2 separate regions of the Mus musculus genome follow, and region 2 is linked to region 1. Evidence: chromatin contacts called from public HiChIP or PLAC-seq data. All regions are on one chromosome and are shown on one strand. The core of a region is the stretch at or near the end of the contact, and the rest is flanking DNA. Distances in the headings are between cores, read along the strand shown.

Evidence for each region. HiChIP or PLAC-seq counts read pairs in DNA pulled down with a chosen protein or histone mark.
Region 2: a contact with region 1 is called in an H3K27ac HiChIP or PLAC-seq map of microglia, with 4 times the contacts expected there. The contact joins the enhancer-like site here to the promoter of Ogfrl1 in region 1. A contact is called at or near these places in 3 of 39 promoter capture datasets (fetal liver, macrophages and neutrophils), 3 of 484 Hi-C or Micro-C datasets (macrophages, neutrophils and peritoneal macrophages), 3 of 115 datasets of contacts at active chromatin or transcription factors (bone marrow-derived macrophages and microglia) and 3 of 9 other capture datasets (adipose tissue, liver and pancreatic islet).

Annotation. Positions count from the first base shown.
Region 1 is chr1:23,381,317-23,387,355 of GRCm38.p6, forward strand. Ogfrl1 (opioid growth factor receptor-like 1) reads right to left here and starts at 1,859. Exons shown (of 7, transcript NM_001081079.1): 1 at 1,499-1,859. The coding sequence starts at 1,735.
Region 2 is chr1:23,417,241-23,423,108 of GRCm38.p6, forward strand. No RefSeq gene overlaps it. Among named protein-coding and RNA genes, the nearest start is that of Gm19673, 20 kb to the left of the region's middle. Within about 2 kb of position 1,936, at least 13 of the 459 cell types and tissues checked have an H3K27ac peak or open chromatin away from gene starts, as enhancers often do. A contact at or near this core is called in microglia, where this site is marked.

The sequences.
Region 1 (6,039 bases), core at 609-3,108:
TGACTTAACCTCTGAAACATCTTTCACCCCAGGTTTCCTCACCTCAGTTAGTGGTACCATCTTTTGTCTAACGTTTACAGAGATGGATGAGAGCAAAGACAGTGAGCGGGTGAAACCAGTCTGCAACCTCCTTTAAAGGGGGAACTGACCGGTCCGCATAGTGGGCAAATAGAGTAAGGAGTCAAAACAGCGTCACAACGATTATTTAAGAAGTCTGGTGGAACTTCCAGGAACAAAAATTAACAATTAAAGGATGCTCTATTCTTACTCAGGTTGCAGAGTATTTGTTGAAATGGTATGTTATTTTACAATTGACCTAGTTAATTGTATTAACAAGTTTTGTTTTTGTTTCTTTAATTCCAAACTTCTCAGTGGCTATTTGCTATTTACTTGGAAGACAAATGGGAGGATAAGACGCTGAAATGTGGCATGCGCTATTGTTTTGGGGTTGAGCACATAACACTAAGTGCAAAATACAAACGGGAACAGAAGACAAGGGCGGCCAAGATCTCATTAGCAGGGCCAAGGCCCTCACTTTGGCCACAGACATACTTTTCTCCTCGTATGCTTTGGGCAAGATTTCCTTTAAGGCTCACAGTTCTCCAAAATGGGGAATTAAAACGGACCGCACACCTGGAAATTGCATTCCATTCAATAACACGCTCAATTAACCTGGATGGGAAGGCTCGGACTTCCTGGAAAGGTGATGCTTCCCCTAAAGTCACATTGGATTTTGGGCTCCATTTTCCTTCAAGTTGTAAGAGGGAGGCCTAATACAGAACCACCAACCTTAAACGGTGCAGACTTCTTTAAAAATATACAGTTCCTCCTTTTAAAAGTTTCTGAAGCCACAAGAGGTTAAGGGACGCCATCTATCTCTCTTCTAACCTATCTACCTAATTGTATTGGTCAACTGACTTAAGCTTGGTTGGATCAACAAGTCTTCTGGGTGAACGTAAATGTTAAAGGAATACTCAAGTCGTTGAAAGGTTTCTCTTGGGGAAATGAACGGTGTTATTTTAAGTTTGCTCAGGAACCTTCTGTGATACTTTTAATGCCCGTTGGACCCTCGCTGGGAGGGGGAGGCTGCGGGCCGCTTCACAACTGCAGTTGTCTTGCTCTGAATAATATTTTAAATCTTTTTTTAAAAAATTAAAATTAAAAAAAAATCAATAACAGGCACTGGCCGGGTCCTCCTCACAATCTTCTATTTTTAGTTTAGTTCCTCCCACCCCACCTTCGCATCACCCAGCTGCGCTGCAGAGGCAAAGAGAACACCGAGTGGGGTCGGGGTCTGCCTTGGGGAGACTTCCCTGCGAGGTTCACAGCAAGGCCCCCTGGGCTAGCAGCTAGCCACCTGGGCACCGCAGGCTCCCTTAGGTCGGGTGCCCGGGCCAAGCACGCCGAGCATCCCGCCCTGCATCCCCGGGGGCAGTCCCCTCCCGGGCGCCGGGAGCACGACCTCGCCGGGCCCACCGTGGGTCCCGGGGCCGCGTACCTGCTCCGCGCCCGCCGCCTCGGCGTGGTCCTCGGGCACGGGGCTGGCGCGGGGCCGCCCTCCGGCTCTCTCGGGAGGTTGCTTGGGCTGCTCCGGCTCGTCGTGCTGCTGGCCCTCGCCACCGCCTGCCGGCCCCGGCTGCTCGGGCTCGGGCTCCGAATCGGTCTGCCAGGTGGAGTCGCAGTCCTCCACGGTGGTGGGCTCGCGGAAGCTGACCCCGCCGAGCAGGTTGCCCATTGAAGAGGCGGCGGCGGGCGCGGGCTGCGGTAGCGCGCTAGGGCCCGGGCATGGCCGCGCTCCGCTCGCTCGGGGCGCAGGCGGCTGCTCGCCCGGCCCGCGCCGCACAGCTCAGCGCGGCCGCCGGCGCTCCGGCGCACAGGCGGGGAGGAGCCGGGCCCCCCGGAGCCGCCGCCGCACGCGTCCCAGCCAGCCCATCCCGCCGCCGCCCCGCCCTGCCCCGCCCCGCCCCAGCGAAGCCAACCCACTCCCGAGCGCGCGGCACCAGCTCCACCGGGACGCGCCCCCCTCCACGGTCCCCGGGAGTGGCCAGGGGTCAGCTGCCCCGCCCCCTGTGGACCGGGATCCGCCCCCTTGGGGCTCCTCCCAGCCAAGCGAGAAGCCTGATCCCGCCCAGGTCAGAGAGTGGAAGGAGGTGTCTCCATCAGCAGACCGGTCCTGCCCACACCCCCGCCCCCACTGGCTGCTCCAAGAGGAAGACAAATTAGCCACAGCAGAAGACAAAAGCTAATCTTGACAGTGCACCCTCTAAACAGGAAATCCAAGCTTCGGGAACAGTACTTAAGGCCACCTAGAATCCCTGCGGTCTATAAAATAAAAGTCAGAGCTCTCTGTCCCCTCATCTTAAAAGCAAACTTCTCTCGAAACAAAGGAGCAAGAAGAATTAGGCCAGCACATTTATTTCATCAGTGAGTAGTCCACATTTGTGCTCTGGGCAGAAAAACGTCGGCATTTATACAATGAACAGGCTGGTTCTAAGTGGAGTGCTGAAGACTATGGTTCTAAGGACCAGAGGCAAACCTGCTGTAAGAATACTTCTAGGCAAAATAACAACCAAAGCATCTGAAAATGGCAGAGCGTGAAACCAACTCCAGGAGCTAGTGGCCCGATGCCTGCACCTGAGTCTTGATGGGATTTTTTCTGCCGTGGGACATTGCCTGGGATCATGGGTTAGTTTTATTAGATGCATCAATTGTACTCAGAACTAGTAATTAAATAGATTGCAAATCCAGGTAGATGGGTATTGCTTAAGGAAGATTTGGCTAGAAGATGCCTCTCCACAGATAAATCAGTGGTTGTTTCTTTCCAAACTTCACAGTAGGGTGTGACTCTACTAGCAGTTTCTGGCTTTGGACAGGTCACGTAACTTCTTGAGACCCCGGTAGTCTCCTCATCTTCAAAATGAAGCCAGGTTTTTCTCTCTGGAATGGCATCTAGCTTCACCTTTAATGACCTTATGACTATCAGGGGCCACACAAAAAGAACGTTCTGGTCAGATATTCATTCATAAAAACTGATGATATTAGGATGAAGTCCTTGTCAGATCCAAACAAAATTAGAACTTGACAGTATTATTGGGGGAGGGGTGTTCATACCTGTCTGAGGTAGGGAGTTTCTTGGTTGATAAGATGTTTGTTTTAATAGGCCAGCTTGCTTTGCGCACCTCTCCCACAACAGGGGGTCGGGAAGGGGATAGGATTATCTGTAACATTAAGACTGCAGCAGTCCATACGAATGCTCACGCAGAGAATTTGCCTAGCAATCCTACAAACTATACAAGGGAACCCACCTCAAGACCTTCTTCCCCCCTCCTCCAAAACCCAAAGTCTTGATATTCAAGACGTTTTTGTAAGTTTATCTCTTTTTAAATTTAGAGTCGAATCCTTCCTCAAACCCTGTTGACTATATCTGTGGTTAATTCTTGTTCGTCTCCTCTCTCCCAGGGCTCTGCTCATCCCAAATAAATGTCACTGCAGAGAACCTCTGATCATGGTTTATGTTGACAATGACTTAGTGAGAAAAAAAAAAAAAAAGTATGGGGCAGCTGTAGAACAAATCAATCTGACACTGTTAAAATTCAGGGATTCCATTTGTCTTCCATCAGAACCGGACTAGAATACACTGCAAAGTGAACATTTAGTCCAAGATCGGAGCTGAAAGCCTAGTGGTAATGTGCCCAGGTGCTCTACCTGTTTCCCACCTGTATTGTAGAATAAGTCCATTGCAATGTCTTTGCTGTCCTGTAATTAGGAGTCTATTTTCCCTGCTCCCAGAATGTCGTAGTTGCATGGAGTTCTTTGTCTAGGGTTGAGGCCCCATGAGACTTCCCCCTTTTCGTGTTAGCATGTCTATCGGTGCCATCCCTGTTCAGCTCATGTTCATGAGTCTTCCTGGGTGTAGCTTCCCTGACAGGTCTAGAAGAGGAAATCGCAAAGCAAACTCCTGTTTCTCTGGCTCTTTCAGGGTTTCCCCTACCTCTTCCACTATATGCAACAATAATTTTTTTAAAAACATAGTTTGTGAACTTGATTTTTAAAAATAAATAGAAGGGAGTAGGGTACATGGGAAGGGTTGGAGGGAGGAAAGGGAAGGATAAAAATAATATAATCATATTTTAATTTCAAAATTTAAAAAAAAGAGAGAAAGAGAAAGATAGAGTTTTAACCCTCACTCTTGAATTGGTTATAATCTACCTTAAAAAATAGAACCTGGAATAAGATATATTTTAAGATTTTCAAAGTTAAGCCAAAGGGAACTTTGCATTTTCAGTATATTAGTTTGGGTTATTCCCTCTGATAGCTCTGGGCTGACATGTAAATTCAACTCCTATGATAGTGCCTCGCCGAAAAGGCCACTGGATGTGGACCCTGGCCAGGTCTGCCGACTAACCCCTGCCTCTCAGTATCTCCTATGAAATGTGAATGGCTTCATGTTGACTTCATCCACCAGATAAATCTCATTCAGTAAGATTCATTGATCCTACTTGGAACAAAATAAACACCCAATAGAGCACTGCTCAAATTTCTGAGTCGTAAAATTTGATAAAATGACTACTGTTTTTAGGTCACTAAATTCTGAAGTGCTCTGTTATACAGTGGGGAGCGTGCATGCAAGCATACATATATTTACATATATAATCATAAGTAACTGCTACAGTTAAGCTCCTACATTTTCTTATACCTTTTGATCTTTTTATTAGTTTTTTAATAGGGTTATAGATCATCTGCCAAGGTGTGAAATGTGTTTATTGGTGAATGTAGTTTTAGGTGAGAAATTATAAAAGCATAGTATAGAAAAACTCTTAGAGTAAGTTTAAAGCAATAATATGCCTACATTGTATTCAACATATGTTTTTAATAGTTAATTCTGAATATCTCTTAGGCCCTGTAATAAAGGAATTACCCTTAATGAAGAATGTTTTAAAAACTTCCTACCTTTGAGAGCATACAACATTCTTGAATTAACAGTTAAGTGTGTTTCTAGAAATGCATCCTTTTGCTGGATATGGTAGCATATAAGGGTTAGTACTATTGTAAGGATGCACTGTGACCAAAAAGGCAACTCAGGGAGGAAAAGGTTCACTTCATCTTTCAAATGTCAGGTCATGATCCTCCTCTTAGGGAAGTCAGAGCAGGAATGGAAACACAGCAGGAATAGAGTCAGGGAGGAATGCTGCTTACTGGCTTGTTCCCTATGGCTTGCTCAGCCTGCTTTCTTATAGTACCAGGGCCATCAGCCCAGGGGTGTCCCCAACTACAATGTGAAAGGCCATCCCACATCAATCACTAATTAAGAAAATGCCCTAGGCTTACCTTCAAGAGGAATTTTCATTGAAGCTCTTTCCTCTCAGATGACTTTCAATTGTATCTAGTCAATATAAAACTAGTCAGCATAGCCCCTGTGGTGCTGGCTACTCAGAAGACTACAGTAGGGGGGTTAATTTAGCCCTGGAGTTCAAAATTAACCCAAGAAACAGGGGGAAATTGACTGAAAACAAAATAAATTTCAATACTTAACCCATAACCAGGAATCACCTTTAGTGTATGTTAGGTCTAGTCATTATTCTTCTAAAACATCTTTCAAGAGTATCAAATTGAACACTGTCCTGGTTCGAGTGGGTTTGGCCGCATAGACTGGTATTTGAATGCTTGGCCCACTATTAGGAAGTGTGTCTTTGTTGGAGTAGGCATGGCCTCGTTGGAGGAACTGTATCACTGTGGGGGTGGCTCCACCAAGGGTGGAAGCCAAACTTCTGGCTGACTTAGGATCAGGATGTAGAACTCTTTCTTCAGCACCATGTCTACCTGGATGCTTCCATGTTTCCCATTGTGCTGATACTGTGTGACTGAACCTCTGGAAACCCAAACTAAGACAAGCACTACTGCAATTTGTATGAGGAATGAAGAGAAAAGTACCCTCCGAATAAATAATAATGAAACATGGTTCCTGCCTCCCTGCATTCAGATTCTTCCCAATTCACACAGGTACTACTGCACCTCCCCAGGGTAATTCTGCTTTCAATT
Region 2 (5,868 bases), core at 686-3,185, 36 kb after region 1:
TGGGATTAAAGGTGTGTGCCACCATGCCCGGCGAAATTGTGGTCTTCAAGGTAATGCTAAAGAAATGAGCTCCCAGACCCTGTCTCCCTACCACTAGTCATTTCTTTCCTTTTAAACTACCTAATCTGTCATACCTGTATATAAGGTATGGGTTTCCAACAGTGTGGTTTATTGAGACAGTGCTGCACAAGATTCACTGAGACACTATTCTCAGAATAAAAGGGCCAAGGTCAACAAGGCAGGGGATGGAACTAAGGCCTGGGTCCTTGTTGAAGCCCACCTGCAGCACAGTCTCAAGGCAGGCCTGCAGCATAAATGATTCCTTTTAGTTGTTCCTAGGCGGACATAGGAAGGAGTAACTTCTGTAGCTCCATGCCAACTAACCATGCATAGATGGCTGTATCCCTGCAAAGTGCTATTGTAAAGTACTCACATTTCTACTGTCCTGTCTTTCCATAGACAAAAAGAGGGCCTCCGTGATCTACTATCAGCCTACTTACAAAGCAGCTCAAGAAACTGCACACCAGCTGATAAGGACATGGTCGGCAAAACATCATCACTATCTTGAGGGTCAGAATGACTATGTGTCAAGCCATGCCTGACTTTTCATTCAGCCTTGTTTGGTTTTTTATGTGGGAATCTCATTGGAGCAACAGTTACCCCAGGCTGGCCTTGAACATTCAATCCTTCTGCCTCAGCTTCCTGAATGCTGAGAGGACAGGCCTGTGTCACCATGCCCACCCTGCTTTGCTATTTCTTCCTTGTATTTTCCTTAGCCTTTTGCTTCTCCTTTAATCCCAACTGCCATATAGCATAGCTCAAGTGTTACTAGAATTGACTGACATTTACCCCACAATTCCATTCTCATAATCAGCCTGAGAGCTTCCATATGCAAGCAATAGTCCCTCCAATGGTCAAAGGCACTGTTGGTAACTCATACATTACCATTGTTTTGATGTGTTCTCCAGAGACCCATGTGGATCTTGACACCTTACCAGTGGTGCCAATGAAAAATGATGAAACCTTCAAAAGACTGGGTTTAGTCGGGCAGGGGAGTGTTTCTGGATACTTAGCATATGCTCTTAAAGAGGAGAGTGGGAGCCTGGCTCTTTCATGACTTTCTATCTGCTTACTAGCTTTAATAAAATAAGCAGTTTGCTTTAGGATTTGACAGCCTGGACAAAGGCCAAAAGCCATGAGGCCAACCCACCTCGGACTGAAACTTCCAAAACCACAAGGAAAGCCAACCTTCTCCCTTTGTGGGTCAAATTATCTCACACATTTATGGTGGTGGTGGAAAGCTAACACAGACACACTGGAAAAGCCTTTCTTGGCCTAAAAGAGACAATCTCTAATTGGGCTCCCAAAGCTGCAGATGTTCTAATAGCATAAAAGAAGACAGGCTTCCAAGTCTGCGTGGGACTTATAAATTTTGTATGTGGTGAATGACACTGCTTTTTTAAAAAGTTCTCTCTGAGGGTCTATGAAAAACATATTTTTATATCAAATATACTCACCACTGCCACTTCTGAAAGGTCTGGCCAAAAAGAAATGACATTTAAATAAAAACGTTGGTTAAAAGTGAAAATAATAATAATAATAAATCAGATGCAGTTAAAGAACATCGAGGTCTAGAGAGAAAGGAAATAGGCTCGACTGTATTAGGTTTATCACCTCTAATGTTTATATCAAAGTTCAGGGCACAAACAATCCTAATCAATACTCCAATTAACAAAAGAGCAAACAAAAGTGTGTAGATATATCTCTCACTATAGTTCAGAATGCAAGGGAGCAAAGACAGTGAATACCCGGGCCATGATCCCAGGAACCATGGAGCCCAGAGTGGAAACTGCCATGGAGACCTCTGAGACCTGTGTCAGCCAGCATCAGGCATGGTCTCCTTCTTCTCTCAGTTCCTCTTTTAGCACAAAACACTAGTGCAAATGCATTGGTAGATAGTGTTTCTGCACTTGCTCTAAGCAGCAGCAGGAAACCAAGAGGCCTGTGTAGTCAATTTGACTACATCTAGAATTAACTAAAACATAAATGGCTAGGCTCACCTGTTAGGGTTTTTTTTTTCCCCATAATTAAATCACTTGAACTGGGAAGAACCACTTTTACTTGGAATCCTTTGAGGTGGGAAGATCCACCTTTAATAGGGAACATACTTTCTGATTACAGTCTATATGAAGGACATGGAAGAAGGAAGCTTGCTGTCTCTGCCTGATGCTCTCACTAGCAAGCCCCTTCCTTTACTGGCATTAGAGCCTACTTCTTCAGAATTCCAGTGTATACTGAAGGCAAGCTGAGACGTTGAGACTCATGAACTGAACAACTACTGGATTCTTGGTATCTTCCATTGGCAGACAGCCATGGTTGGATTAGCAGGACTATAACCTATAAGACATTCTAGTAAATCCCTTTTCTGTGCAATTGTTCTATATATGTTCAGTTCCTCTAAAGAATCTTTTTTTTCCCATTTTTATTAGGTATTTAGCTCATTTACATTTCCAATGCTATATCAAAAGTCCCCCATACCCACCCACCCCCACTCCCCTACCCACCCACTCCCCCTTTTTGGCCCTGGCGTTCCCCTGTACTGGGGCATATAAAGTTTGCATGTCCAATGGGCCTCTCTTTCCAGTGATGGCCGACTAGGCCATCTTTTGATACATATGCAGCTAGAGTCAAGAGCTCCAGGGTATTGGTTAGTTCATAATGTTGTTCCACCTATAGGGTTGCAGATCCCTTTAGCTCCTTGGCTACTTTCTCTAGCTCCTCCATTGGGAGCCCTGTGATCCATCCATTAGCTGACTGTGAGCATCCACTTCTGTGTTTGCTAGGCCCCGGCATAGTCTCACAAGAGACAGCTACATCTGGGTCCTTTCGATAAAATCTTGCTAGTGTATGCAATGGTGTCAGCGTTTGGATGCTGATTATGGGGTGGATCCCTGGATATGGCAGTCTCTACATGGTCCATCCTTTCATCTCAGCTCCAAACTTTGTCTCTGTAACTCCTTCCATGGGTGTTTTGTTCCCAATTCTAAGGAGGGGCATAGTGTCCACACTTCAGTCTTCATTCTTCTTGAGTTTCATGTGTTTAGCAAATTGTATCTTAGCAAATTGTATCCTCTAAAGAATCTTAATACAAGGCCAGAATTGGTCTCTGGCAGCAAAGAGACTTTGGTTCAGTCTACTCATGGATGGTAGAAAAATGCCAAACTCTTTCAGGGGTACCCTGTATCCCCCAAACACACCATAAGGATAACTTTTTCATTTCATGTCACAAAATTCAAGGCCACCAGGTTGAAGCAGCTCTTGGTCTTTTTGCAAACTGAGCAGTTTGGACCATAATTCACCATCACCTGACAAGATTCTTTCCAAGTTTGAGCCTTCATTCAAACTCCACCCAGGACTGTGAAAAGGACCAGCGTTTCCAAATGCCAGTCCATGAAATTTTAGAAAAACAGAACCTAGTTCTTATGATGTCCAGTGGGCTGCTTTCAAGAGTCTCATGCCTTCTCCAGAACATTCCATGTTCTCATGACTCTTTCATCTTCATGGAGGCTGTCCCAAAGCACTTTGGAAATGTTTATATATCTGGCTGGTGCTAATCAAGAGGTCTGTGTACCAACGAGGCTCTTTTGTTTAGTCTTTGTCTAGTCTTCAATGAGTTTGGGTAGGAACATGCTGAAGTTTGAGCCTCAGCTTTATCAGACAGAATGGGGAGCTCAACTCTAGCCCGAGTTGATAAAACACCGTGCAAATATAATTTATGGTGTGCTAGTTATTTGGATTGCACTACATAACACTCCTTTTCCCTGCTGCTTTGCATTTGAAAGAATTGCTCATTACATAATTGAAATACTTTTTTACCATTTGCAAAATTGACTTTTGATTAATACACCTTTTGCTAATTGACCTTCCAGTTTGTTCTTTCCTTCGGGTTTCTAGAATATGCCTGTCCCTTGCCTTCTTTGCCTACCTTGCCAAAATCCAATCATGGATGAATTCTGTTTGATTTCTCTCTTGCCAGTGCACTGGTTATGTGCACTTGGGAATGTGCAGGGGTGGACAGGATTCACCCAATAAGCTCAGCTCTAGTCCATGCACTTGGTCTGTTTCAGAGGACCTGCTTCTTTCACAGAGGAATCAGCTTTGAGATATGAACTTTTCCAATTCCAGACAGGGGTTCATCTAATTCAGTGTCCCTCAACCTTCCTGATGCTGTGACCCTTTAATATAGTTCCTCATGTTGTGGTGACCTCTAACTATAAAATTATTTTCATTGCTACTTTCATAACTCTAATCTTGCTACTGTTATGAATTATAATGTAAATATCTGTGTTTTCCAATAGCCTAGGTGAACCCTGTGAAAGGGTTGTTTGACCCCAAAATGAGTCACCACTTACAAGTTGATAACTGCTGATTTAGCTCATCATCCAGGCTTGGTGCAGCTAGTGTGTTCTCCCCTTGTCCTTTCCTAAGCTGACCTATGTATTTTGTTCCATCTTTCCTGTGCCTTCTTTGTGTCCTTACTACCTTCCTGTCCTCTTAAATCCCATTGTGACTCTGCCCCAAGTACCCCCTCTTTCCTTTGCATTGGGTTCTAGGCCGAGACATTCTATCAGTTTCTATGGTTTAATTTACCTTCTAGAGCCTGGTGGCTTTTAAAATAACTTTATGTTTAGGTTTGTAAACGTGAGACATGTACAGCAAACAAATTAGAGTCCTGAAATTTATGAAAAACCTGCTGTGCTCTATCGGCCAACTCTTCCCTAGCCAGAGCCTCACACACTGGAGGCACCTTTTTAACTACCACAGTTTTTGTGCTGCTGGGCTCTGTGATCTTTGTTTCTACTCCGGCTTCAGTGATCCTCGTGCTTCAGAGGATGCCCACAGCCTTCTCAGTGCCACCCCTCCCCTCCTGCATTTTCCAGGATTTACCATTGGTATTATGCCTATATAAGCAGGGTAACAAAAACAAAACTCTAATTTTTTCCCCCAAACTTGAAAGTGATTTCTTAACTGCCCACTTCTTAGGCTAAGGCTGTGAGCCTTCTGTAATCTTTCTTTCCTACCTACTTTTCCCCATTACATTCAGACATCACCGTTACTGTTAGCATCCTTCCAGAATGTATCACATTCACACTGAAGGAAAGCAACAGATGGTAAAATTATTATTATTGCTATTATTATTATTATTATTATTATTATTATTATTATTAAATATAATCAATATTTTTCTGTTGGGCTAAGTAGTGGACAGAAATACCCCTTCCTCTTCGAACTTCATGAGCCCTGTGGTGCCATCGGACAATTCCCAACATCCAAGTCAAGTGGATGTCCCTCTGTTTTGTTTAGTCTTGATTTTGTTTCATTCTGTTTTGTTTGAGATGAGATCTCTCTTTGTTGTCCAGGCTGACCTGAAAGACATTCCTGGTTGGTTTGAAATGGTGATATTCTGCCTCTACCTCGCAAGTTCTGGGGTTGTGTTATCTTCTGTTTTTGTGTTATTGTACACATCATTTAAAATTATACAGCCTTATCATCTCATGCTCTTTAAATAATGGCATTTTGTGCATATTTTGCCAAGGGTTTCTAGGAATATCCAAACTTTTCCTCCTTTGGCTCATTCCTATTTTTTCTTTTTTATTAATTATTTTATTCGTTTACATTTCAAATGTTATTCCCCATTCCCAGTTACCCCTCCACAACCTCCTCATTCCCTTCACCTCTATGAAGGTGCTCCTCCACCCACTCCTGCCTTACCTCTCTAACATCCCCCTACGCTGGAGCACAGAGCCTCCACAGGACCAAGGGTCTCCCCTCCCATTGATGTCAGATAAGGCCATCCTCTGCTCCATG